2 separate regions of the Mus musculus genome follow, and region 1 is linked to region 2. Evidence: chromatin contacts called from public HiChIP or PLAC-seq data. All regions are on one chromosome and are shown on one strand. Each heading gives the region's core, a stretch centred on a gene start, on an enhancer-like site or on the middle of the called end of the contact. The rest is flanking DNA. Distances are from core to core; before and after follow the strand shown. Region 1 overlaps Gm40402 (a long non-coding RNA gene). Region 2 overlaps Cracr2a (calcium release activated channel regulator 2A).

Region 1 (5,537 bases), core at 2,042-4,541, 200 kb before region 2:
CAGGCCTTTCCTAGGGCCCTGGGCAATAGATAGGTGTCTGAGACTGGCTCAATCTTTCATGAAGACTGCCAGTGAGGATATGTGGAGCCCAGCACACCAGAAAAACATTTCTGTTCTCTTCCCCTCTGGTTTGGCTTAATGCCCCCTCCCTGCCTTTCCAGCGGTTTCAGAAAGGGGTCGATGGACGCTTCTGAAATGAACACTCACCCATCTTGGCCAATTCCCCACAATGGGAACCACAATGACACCTGACAGGGTACCTAAAAGACACTTAATCCAGGGAATGTCCAGCCTTTCTGGCTTCACATGCAAGATAGGGAACAGGCCATTTCTGTTCTCCTTCTCTGGTCCGAAGGAACTTCAGCTACTACCATCAGCACCACCCGACTGCACCCGAGTCAGAGAAAGCGCTAGTGTAAAGACAAGGAAGCCTACCAGAGGGAGGGCAGGGACCCTTTCATGCTGCCCCAGGGTGGGAAGTCAGGAGTCAGTCCAGCTGCTTCTAAAGACAGAAGAGGTTTATTAACTCAAAGCTTCTATTTCTTTAATTTTTTTTTTTTTGCTTCTACTGGAGACTATTTTGTTGGGTGGTATATACTTCATCTTGTTATGGAGTTTGTGACCCCTTGTAAAAGACTACAGACTCAATCCATTTACAATTAAAAGAGGGAACAGACTCCGAGCCAGATTTGAGATTGCTCTGAAGGAAGGAAGGGTCTGGGGAGGGACTTTTAAAGCCCAACACATGAAGACCTTCAATATCTATGCAAGCAAGCAAAAACTATTCTGTTCTGCCACGTGGTTAAGGCAACTCAAAACAATTGTGTGTGTGTGTGGCGGGGGGGGGGGGGGGGCGGGGGAGAGCAGTTAGTCATAACAAGTGGATAGTCACAGCTGTACTGTTTTTGGAGTGGAGTGGGGTCACTGATCTAGGGTTACTGGGAACTTATCTTCCAGGACTGCAGTCAGAGACAAATGATTGACGGGTATGAAGATGGATGCCCAGCACCAATCGGAGTTTCTTTAGCCAGCACAGACTGCCTTTCATCTTCGCTTTTATACCCTTTTATAACCACCTCAAATACACCATGTGATTTTATGCTTCTGGGCCTTTGCCCAAGGCACAGTTGACCCCAGTTATCTCCTGAAATGCCTTGCTCTTCTTAAGTGACCAAATCCCTACTCATCCTTCAAGACTCAGCTTTGGTGTCACATTGGGCCCTAAGGGCATCCTCATCCTCCTCCTTGTCCCTCCTCCTGAGAAGGCACTTTCCGGGTTTCACATTCCAGTTCCATATACAGTTCCATTTGAATGGAAATGTTCATTGTGTCCTTTGTCCCTTGTCCCTTCTAGACAGTAGCTCTCTTGGGAACCGCAGGTGACTTTTCTTGGCGGATGTGTCTGCTCAGGTGGAGCATCCAAGAGATAGTTGGATTGGCACACTTTGCCTCTGGATCTGAGCTCTTTATTGGCCAGTGTACCTCCTTCTGAGGAAGCCACATGTCACTCATTGTCATGCCTGCTGTGAACACCTTGTTTTTAACCTGGCTGGTGTGTAAGAGCCATTCAATAGGTGTCATCATGTAATCTATAGTCTCCATAAGTTTTAAGAATTTCTTGAACTTTTTAGTCTTGGGATCCCTTCAGCTCTTAAAAAAAATATTGAGAACCCCCAAAGAGCTTTTGTTTATGTGGGTTATACCCACTGACATTACACTTTCAAATAGTGACTTGTTTTTAAACTGTGAAGTTATTTAAAGAGAATCCTGTTGCATACTCCTATATATTTGAACACACACTGAACAAGAAGGGTGTTGGGGGAGGGGTCAGTTTTCATCAGGATGTCCTTCTACCTCTGCAGGGCTGAAGTTTTGACAAGGTATTTCTTGTTCTGCGAGGCCCCAGGTGCAGGGCCACCTCTCTGCACAAGTGAGCAGCAAACCCTCCTCCTGGATCTCAGGGGACAACCAAAGGGTTGCCCAACGTCCCTGGGGCAGGAGGAGGGAGAGAGCATCACATCAGATGGGAGAAACTGTTTGATTATTTCGTAAATATTTTAAATGCCTCAATTGAGAGACGACACGTGGCTTTTACACGTGCTTCTGTCTTGAGCTTGTTCTGGCTGAAGCATGCAATTTAACTTCAGTTTTCCAGCGATGCACACTTGAAAAGGGAGAGATAATAGTGTTTTGATAACTTTTTGAAAATTAGTGCAGTGATTCTTATTTACTACACCAAAACTCAACAAGTGGTATTTTTATTTTTATTTTAAAAATTTTACAGCTGGGGTCTAGTCAGCCAGAGAGAACTGGCCTGGCAAGCATAAGGCTCTGACTTCCATTCCCTGGCACCAGAAGGAAATAGAGTATAATAAGAGAAACTGAACTTATTTTTATTTGCTTATCTCTTTGGGTAGGTCCATGGATCTGTATGCCACGCTGTGTGGATGCTTGAGGAGGTCAGAGGTCAGAAGAGAGCATCAGATCCCTTGAGGCTGGAGTTACAGGTAGTTGTGAAACAGCAGACATGGAACCAGCTGACATGGTGGGATGCTCTGTAAGAGCAGCAAGCACTCTTAACCACTGAGCCATCTCTCCAGCCTGCCCCACCCACATAACACGCTTAACAGTTTGTGTGTATGCATGAGTGGGTGCACGTGTACACATGTGGGTGCATATGTATCAAGAGGACAACCTGCAGGGATAGGTTCTCTCCTTCCACTGTGTGGGTCTTAGGAATTAAACTCGGTTTATTAAGGTTTGGGATCAAGCACCCGTACCTCTCTCTCCTCAAGGTATGTCCCCAGCCTGAGAAACCCAACTTCCATATTTATTGTATTCACTCTTTCTCATGGACAATCATTTTCAAGGTATACCATATATGCCTGGTGGCCAGTTCAAATAGTTAGTTGTAGGTCAGGGATCTGGAGAGGAGAAGCAGACTACTGCGTATTTTGTCATGTGGACAAACCCCAACATGTCTGTTATACCTGGTGCCCTCATACTTTGGCTTCTTATAGTTTTGTATTGTTTCAGGGCAAGAGAGTGCAGAGGTTCCTCCATCTTTTATTCTTGCTGAAGCCATTTTAGGTTTGACTGGAATCTAATCTTCTTGATGGAAAGTCCTGTGGAAAATTACCCAACTCTTTTCTGCAACCAAGGTCAAAATTCTCAACTAATCTATTTTGTCTTCTGTTAAATTTCCCGCTTGCACAAAACCTCCCCAATGCAGCTGCCCAATGAGATAACAGGATGTGGTTTTTGCCTTTAAAATCTCCTTACTCTAAACAGTCAGCTCTATACTTTGGGTCCTGAATACCAGAATGCAGTCCAAGCTTGGCTACACAGTGTGTCTGAGTAACCATCTCTGGTGAGTTCTCTGTAGCATTTTGAAGGCCCCACTGAAATCTTCAGAGACTGGACTCTGGCACTTAGAGGCCTCGGGACCCCCAGGAGCAGAAGAGTGTTCCAGCTGAGGAGGGCTCCTAGACATTGCATATCCTGAGACATTCCAGGTCTCCAGCAAAATCCTCTCTTGACCAACTGTGGGGCTGTGGGTGTAGGGGAAGAGGGGACAGGGAGAGCCCATGTCCGGCCAGAGTTCCTGTGCTCTGGGCAGGTGGACTCGGGAGGACTGCAGGATGCTTTCCACTTGGCCCCGGGTGGGCATCTGGCTGAGTGAAGCCACTGACCCCACTCGGCCGGGGGGGGGTGGGGTAGACAAGGGGCAGCCCCTGTACCAGCCCCTGTCTCAATCTCCTGCATCCTACACTGGGTATAGCAGAGGACACAAGAACAGAATAGGGGCCCCAGGGTGACACTCTTGGCCCCAGAGATACAGGAAGAGGGCAGAGGGAGAGAGATTCCCATGCAGGCCAGAGTCTTTAGTCTGGTCCTTGATGAACAGAGACAGTCTATGGTTTTAGAGCTTTATTGTAGAAAGGCAGGGAGAAAGGAGGGAAGGGGAAAAGAGAGAGAGGAAAGGCTAGAGAGTAAGAGGCTAGAGAGTAAGAGTTTAGAGAGTAAGGGGGAGAGGACAAGGAGAGAGAGTAAGAGAGCAAGGAGAGAGTGAGAGGGAGAGATCGAGGTGGGGCTAAGCAGCCCCTCTTATAATGGGCTGTGTTATCTTGTTGTTGCTAGGTAACTGGGAGGAGTCTAGCCTGAAGGTCAGAAGCTTGGGACATTGTCTACATGACTACTAGCCACATGCTTCTCTTGTGGGGACTGTGGGAGCGGTAACTTCAACAGGAGCCAGGGGTCCAGGAGACACGAGGGACCGCCTTCCGTCCCATGTAGTTGGGAATTACCACCACCAGGTTTTACCGGGGTTCAAACCTCAACTCGACTGGAGACCAGACTGTCTGTGTATAACCCAAATCCCCACAACCAACCATTGATAATCATGCTGGAGGCAACCAACAGTACCACCCAAAAAGGCAAATTGAAAGTCATCTACTCTGAACACCTCTGGAGATTAAGTTTAGTCTGTGGAAGCACCATCTGACTAGGACACAAGAGGAAAGATTTGGTGAAACTGTAGATCCCATGTCAGGGGTCCTTGTGAGACATCACTGGAGCCCCCTGGTCTATTGGACAGATGAATGTTTGGTAGCTGGTTACCTGCATTTGTCTGACTTATCTGGTGGCTGTTATTTGTATCTGCATTGTCCCTGTCTTTTTAAGTCAGTTTGTCACTCGCCTTTGCCATAGGAGAATCAAGGGAGCTTCCCAAGGACCCCTCTAAAATATATGTTAAAAACTCTTGAAAGGGCTTCTTGCCTGGGGACAATGATAGTGTTCATTTATCTCCAGTAAGACTCCACCCTCTTTGTGAACTTGAGTGGCCCTCTTTTGAAGGAGGATGGCTGCCTGAGGAATCTTTAGATCGGCAACCTTTTTCCTTCATCCAACCCCATGGTTGAAGACTTATTCTCTTTCCTTGGGAGTCAGGGTTCCTATTGATCAGGCCAGAATACTCAGAGAAGCAGAAAGTACTAAAGGTTTCCCCTGCTCCACCCAAAGAGATAGACGTACATCTCTTATTTATATTCTGAGTGGACCAGTGGGAAATTCAAGAGCTCTTGAGGAAATTGTTCTCCGCAGCAGGGAGGACAGAGGGCCAATTCTACTACTACCGATCCTTCTGTCCGCTGTGCACAAGGAGCAGCTCTGCCTATGGGGAGGTCAGGCAGGCTTTGTCTGAGGCTGCGTGACCATTGTTCTTTCTCCCATTGAAGGAAGAACTGGGACCCTATTACACATAAGAGGAAGATGAGGAAACAGGGAAAGGTCCCCTGACTCTATTTATGGGGTATGTTCCCTTCTCCACCAATGATTCATTATAATTGGAAGACCCACAAGCCTCTCTTTTTCCTAGAAGCCACATGTCCTCATTGGTCTGTTAAGAGACTGTTGTCTATACAAGCCAGTTGACTTGGGATGACTGTCAGCACCTCCTGGCCACCCTGAAGGAAGCAGAGGAGCGAGAAAGTAGAAAGTTGGCTCTGGGGTTGGGCAACAGGACACTTCCAGATGCA
Region 2 (6,269 bases), core at 792-3,291:
AAAAATTGTGGTGAGGAGGTCTTCGAAGTTGGACAGCAGGTGGGGCTCGTCCTTCCTCAGCTGCAGCCACAGCTGCCTGACGTCACTTTCACTGTGAGGAAAGGAGAAACATTAGTGGGGAGTGGGTAAGTGAGGCTCTGGGGAAGACATGGGGGTTCCAGACGGGGCAGCAGAAGGCTGCAAACCTCATCCTCATCACCTTGGATGACCGAAGTTTATGGCACGGAGTGCTTTCTGCATACTGCCTCCCTCCATCCCCACCGTGACCTGGGAGGCAGACGCATCGTGCCAGGACCATTCCCTGGTGCAATGCCAGAGTGGGGGCCCGGCAGCCTGACTCCTCTGCTGGTCTCTCATTCTGCTGCTTCCTTCCTCTGTGATGCTCCTATTGGACTTGCTGCATTAAGCACGCCTGGCAATGCACTTGCCAGCATCTCAATGCTGCGAGGAGGATGGAGATGCTTGGGTAGAGCCAACACCAAGATGCTGGAGAGAGATGGTCGCCCCTGGGAAGGATATCCTCACTGTTGAGAGTTAGACATGCTGTTTTATGGATGCGCCTGTCGCTGCTGTGAAGGGAGGCAAATGTGCAGCAGCACCCCCTGGGGCCTGGTGTCACTGGGAGCACTGGCAGGGGAAAGGGCAAGTCTGAAGGACATGGAGACACAGACAGTGGCAAGCCAGACTCAGAGGTGTGCAGGTACAGAGTGACAGGTCAGGAGAATCACTCAGAAACAGGCATGTGGGGGTGAACCCATACCTGCAGGAGCAGCAGAGAGACAAGCCATGATGACCCTTGCCACCGAGAGAAGAATGTGGAGAGCTACACTCGAACATCTACAGCCATGATTGAAGTATGTGAAACACAAATCTGACTCATCCCCCACTAAGTCCTACAGCCAATATGATCAGAGGGCAGAGCCAGGGACTCCCCGGATAAAGGAGAAAATTCTTCTGGCCATTGTAAATACTGTATTTCAGAAGCTTTGCTCAGAAGTGATGTTGTGTCAGGTCATGCTAATAGTGTCTCGTGGCATAGACATGACTCTGCATCCGACAGAAGCAACCTCTGCTGGCTGAATTCACTCACTTCTTTCCCTCTCCTTCCCTCTCTCTTTGCCTCTCTCCTTCTCCTTCATCCTTCCTTTCCATCCTTTCTTGCTTCTAGCCCATTCAAACGTCTACCTATTCACTGAGGCCATCCAATCGATTACCCATCCGCTAATCTATTCATCAGTCCTCCATCCATGCCTTCCTGGCCATGATGGCCTGAAAACCCTCAGGCAAAATCAATCTTCCTTCCCTTTAGCTGTTTTTATCAGGCCACAGCAACATCAAAGTAACTGAGACAGGTCAAGTTTTTCAACTCTCAGTGAAATGTCATAACTCACTAATTGGCAAAATCATTCCATCAGATCTCCAAGAAAAGTTGTGGGTCTGGATGCTCACTTCTGGAAGCTACCCCTTGTGGAACCCCCAAGCAGTGTAGGTGAGAGAGGCCCAAGGAGGTTATCTCTCTACTTCAGAAAAACCCACATCCCTCTGATGAGTAGAAGGCAGCTTGGAAGCCATTTCAACCTGCTGTGTTTATCTGTGGTTCTGTCATGAACAGGTTTCTCAGGTTACAGGGTGAGCCCACATTAGTGAGGCTGGGAACCTTGCCATCTTCTGTGATGGCCCTCACATGCTGTTCTAGAAACCAACTTCCAGATGTATTATTTTATCTCAGTACTACACAGGTGTTTGACATGTCCCTCACTGTGACATCCAGTGAGCACTGAATGACCAAAGACCCCTTCAACAAGGTGGCTGACAGTCCCTGCCATTTCTGACAGTGTCCTGCTTTTGGCAGTGCCCTCTCCATTATTTTCTTGCAGCGGGGGGCTTCATGGTATCTCTGGCAGTGGTACCTGGCTGAAGTTGAGTCACAAGTATGACTAATGAGCTTCCCCAATGACTGCCTATGTCTCTCCCTTCTCTGTCCTGAGTAATATTCTAGGCCTATTCACAGTTGCCATTTCTGCCCTACTGATGATGGCAAGTTTCACTTCCTACCCACTAACATCCACCAGCAGTAGACCCTCTCCTGGGGCTTGGCCTGGCTCCTTCCTGCCCAACAAACTCTTTTGCCAGAAATTCTCACCCATGTTGTGATCAAGGTTCTTTTCTGCTGATCTTGCAGGATCACCTCCAATCATTAAACCATTCCCACTTGTGGTGATTTGGGAAAAAGTGGCCCCCATAGGCTCCCAGGTTCTATTAGATACTGATAGGAGGTGTAGCCTTGGAGTAAGTGTGTTGTTTTGTTTTGTTTTGGAGGAGGTACATGACCAGGGAGTGGGTTTTTAGGTCTCAGAAGCTCAAGCCAGCTCTTTTCCTGTGGATCATGATATAGAACTCTCAGCTCCTTCTCTGGCATCTTGTCTGCCTGCATGCCACCATGTTTCCCTCAATGACAATTACAGACTAAACCTCTGAACTGTAAGCCACCCCAAATTAAATCATTTTCTTTATGTGAGTTTCCACGGTTGTGATGTCTCTTCATGGCAATAGAAACCCTATGATGCCATCTTTCATGAACACACATCCAAGCTGCCTCCAATGAGGGGCATCCTCTCCAGGGTGAGCCGATCCAAGGTCGGAGATGCTGAGAATGAACAGCAGGAAGTGAGGACAGTGGAGAGCATGGCAGACAGTGAGTAGGGAAGTATGGTGCTCAGTGTGACTTACTCTTCCAGAACTTTCTGGGCTCCAAGTCTGTCCATCAGCATCTGAAATTGTGCTTCTTCATCATGGTCCATGTCTCCCACATCCTCCTCCCCTCTAGACTGATACACTTTCTCCTCTTGGAGCTGGGCCACCTGCTGGTCAGCTTCTTCCTCTCCTTGGATATTTTGACTGAAGAAGAAGTGACCTAGGAGAGTAGAGAGCAAGAACATAAATCAGACATCCTCAGCCCAGGGAGGACTTGGCTTCCGCTGTCTCAGGGATTCATTAGAGATTTGCCCTAGAGAAGCAAAAGGGGATCCCTCTACAGCAAAGATCTGTGGACACTGAGTCTGGTTTGTGTTCTTTGATCGCCCACTTGCATTCTGATAGAGATGTCCTTTTCAGAGATCCTTAGTGGATCTCTGAAATGCATGTAGAACATGTGTCCTTGAAGGCTGTAGCTCAGTGGTAGAGCATTTGCCTAGCGGGGGCCTAGGTTCAATCTCCATTACTATTATCAAATAATAATAATAATAATAATAATAATAATAATAAGAAGAAGAAGAAGAAGAAGAAGAAGAAGAAGAAGGAGAAGGAGAAGGAGAAGGAGAAGGAGAAGAAAAAGGAAAAGATGAGGAGGAAGAGGAGGAGGAGGAGGAGGAGGAGGAGGAGGAGGAGGCTGACTTTTTGCTTCTGTGATAAGCAGTAAGGTCGTTCCTTCCAACATTTGCCAGCAGTTCGCCTTGGCATCTCCACTAAGAGCACCACCTCATACATACTGGCAACTTTCTCTATATTCACACTGGCTGGCAAGGCAGCAAACTGTCCTATCCCCTCACATCAATAGTAAGTTCCAGGAAAGGGTCAGGAAAGACATCTGATATGTTTAAGAAAATCACACCACCCTTTGCAGGCGGCAGATAAACGGGGAAATTAGCCTACTGGTTGACCTCATCTGAGGGTAGAATCTGTATTCTTTAGTTCTCTTTCCTGCTTGTGACCTTAAGAATGACAGTGCTATTCAAATCTAGAAGTTTCTCTGATATCTGCTGCCTCTAAATGCAAAAGACTCTAAGCTCAAAATACTCAGCCAGACTTAGGCTGGGCTATCCAGTTAGCACAACATTTTTGTTTTCTTATTTTGTCTCTCAAAGCAGGAAAGTGGCTTAAATCCTGACACAGTCTCCTGCTGGTGCCAAACCTGCTGGAGCTGTCTGAGCTCCCATGTGGGAGTCCTAGCAGTGACAGTCCATGGGCACAGAGGATGCCGTGGTATGAACAGTCAAGGTGGGCACATGAGAAGAGCCCAATAATCTACTCCCTCTTAACCCCAGGCTCTTCACCCACAAAGGAAAAGCAGAAAAGCTCTGGAGACAATCCAAATGTGCTGAAGGGAACAGGAAACCACCTTACACAGCTGCAGGGAGGCTCCCAGCCCTGGGTCCCCAGCACCCACCAGAACTTACTAAATCCAGTGGTGAACTCTTCTGGGGTCAGAAAGCCATTGCCATCAGCATCCAGGGCGTCAAACACATCTTCCAATTCTTCTAGACTTAGGGGCAACTCCTGATGCAGCCTCTGAAAACAATCCAGACAGCATCTGTCCACATGTTGATGGTCATGGGGGCCTAGAGCTTGGAGTGACCTCTTCCTTACCCTATTAGTGCAGAAATCCTTTGTTGGGTGCCAACTAATGCATCCAACAATTTTCTATGTGATTTGTAAAGAACCATATGTGTGTATCTATTAGCATTTAATTCTCATAATATGCCTCTGAGGTAGATACTACTATTCCTATTTTTAAAATGAAGTTTAAAGGTAAATTGCCAGTCCCAGGGTCATATACCCAAAAAGGTCAAACCCAGCTCTGACTTCAAAGCAGGCACCCTTAGTGCTGTCAAGAACCAGTGCTATCCAGGCCTGACTCGCTCTAGGTAAATGACTAGAGGATGCAGTGTTCTGAAGTTACATGAGGCCACAGGTGAGAAGGGCTCAGACACAAAACCTGGCATCTGGAAACCACTCAACCAAAGCAGGAGGGTGGGTGGAGCCTGGTGGTACAGGCCTGGAATCCTAGTCACCAGGGAGGTTGAGGCAGGAGGATCCCAAGTTCAAGGCCAGCCTGGGTAATTTGCTGAGACTGTTTCAAAATAAAAGGTAAAAACAGGGCTGATGATGTAGTTGAGTGGTAAAGAACTTGTGTAGTCTACACAAGGACCCAAGTTTGACTCCTGGTGATTGTCCTGTGCCCCCTACCCCCAAATTAAAAAGTAGTAGGAAAGGACAGAGACAGGAAGAGAGAGGTTCACAGAGCCACCATGACAGGCCAGGTTGGTGGCACTGCTGCTTCCTGGTCTTTTCCTTTGTGTACTCTCTTTCTTGAGTCATGTTGCCTTCTCTATGTGTGGGTCTTCCTTAATGGAGGCCTCCTGTGCCAGGGCCCCAGGACTACTCTCATAAGTAGTTATAGACATATTTTGTTCTTTAGCTCTGAGGACGCTTCTTACATGCCCCCAGCCCCAGTGTCCCACAACTGCCCCCCTTTGCTCTGATTTGAATGTGAAATGTCTCCTACAAGACCATGAGGATTAAACCCTTGGTCCCCCAGCTGATGGTGCCATTTTTAGGAGGTTGTGGGGGTCTAGCTGGTGGAGGTAGGTCACTGGGGAGGGCCTTGGGGGTTTAAAGCCTGCACCCACTGACAGCATGAGGGATGAGGTAGCATAGCTGTTGACACTTCCCTCTGGCAGCTGTCTGTCTGGTGTGGAATGGCCCCAGGCCAAAGCAAGAGTCCTCCTGTACCTAACAATCCATCTCCAAGTGAGGATCCCCAAGAGACTTGTTACCTCGCAGCTGGCTCGCCTCCTTCCTCAGGAACCCAAGAGCCAGCAGCACAAGCTACTCCTGTGCAAGTGACTGACAGCCTCGGCGCATGCACAGCATGCACAGGACTTTAGAGGAAGGAAATTGGACCCACATGTGGACGCTCAGAGTCCACAGGTGTGACAGCCTGTGACACACCTGCAGGGAGCACTGGGCTCACGGACTTTTAGCTGATGAGCCATAAAGCCTCATTTGGCTGTGCATTAATGTCGGCATTTAGGACACATTACCAAGTGGAAAGAGAGGCTGATGGGAAAGCCATTTGGAAGAACTGAATTAAATATGAATGGGTTTTTCAAGAAAGGAAGTGTGTGCAAAGACTCTAGAAGCCCAGCTGCATAGCAGGCGTCAACAGTCCATAAACCAGCTGTGGCAAGAACCACACGGGGAGAACTCGGGGTAGGAGAGCATTGATTTTTGCAAGCAGGGTGCATATCCACTCCATTAGAAATGAAAGACATCCCCCCTGGAGGTGGGATGAAATTTCCCTCGCTCCCAACAATCCTGGATCCCGATGCTTTCTTTGGGATTAGATTTCCTCCCTCCCTAGTCAGCTTCAGCTCGCTGGATCTGGCAAAACAGTGATAGCTTCCTTTATACTTCAGCTGGAAAGATGGGGAAGGAAACACCAAGGTCAGCAGGACCCTCAGGCTGTCTATGTACCTATACACAAAGAA

What was found. HiChIP or PLAC-seq counts read pairs in DNA pulled down with a chosen protein or histone mark.
Region 1: a contact with region 2 is called in a RAD21 HiChIP or PLAC-seq map of pro-B cells, with 4 times the contacts expected there. The contact joins two enhancer-like sites.

Annotation. Positions count from the first base shown.
Region 1 is chr6:127,809,320-127,814,856 of GRCm38.p6, reverse strand. Gm40402 (a long non-coding RNA gene) reads right to left here. Exons shown (of 3, transcript XR_001785370.2): 3 at 549-3,125. The region is part of intron 1 of Gm38902 (a long non-coding RNA gene); the gene reads left to right. Among named protein-coding and RNA genes, the nearest start is that of Gm38902, 6.5 kb to the left of the region's middle. Within about 2 kb of position 3,291, at least 4 of the 459 cell types and tissues checked have an H3K27ac peak or open chromatin away from gene starts, as enhancers often do. A contact at or near this core is called in pro-B cells, where this site is marked.
Region 2 is chr6:127,605,208-127,611,476 of GRCm38.p6, reverse strand. It overlaps Cracr2a (calcium release activated channel regulator 2A), which reads right to left. Exons shown (of 19, transcript NM_001368877.1): 4 at 4,176-4,287; 5 at 2,731-2,914; 6 at 1-91. Among named protein-coding and RNA genes, the nearest start is that of Cracr2a, 47 kb to the right of the region's middle. Within about 2 kb of position 2,041, at least 7 of the 459 cell types and tissues checked have an H3K27ac peak or open chromatin away from gene starts, as enhancers often do. A contact at or near this core is called in pro-B cells, where this site is marked.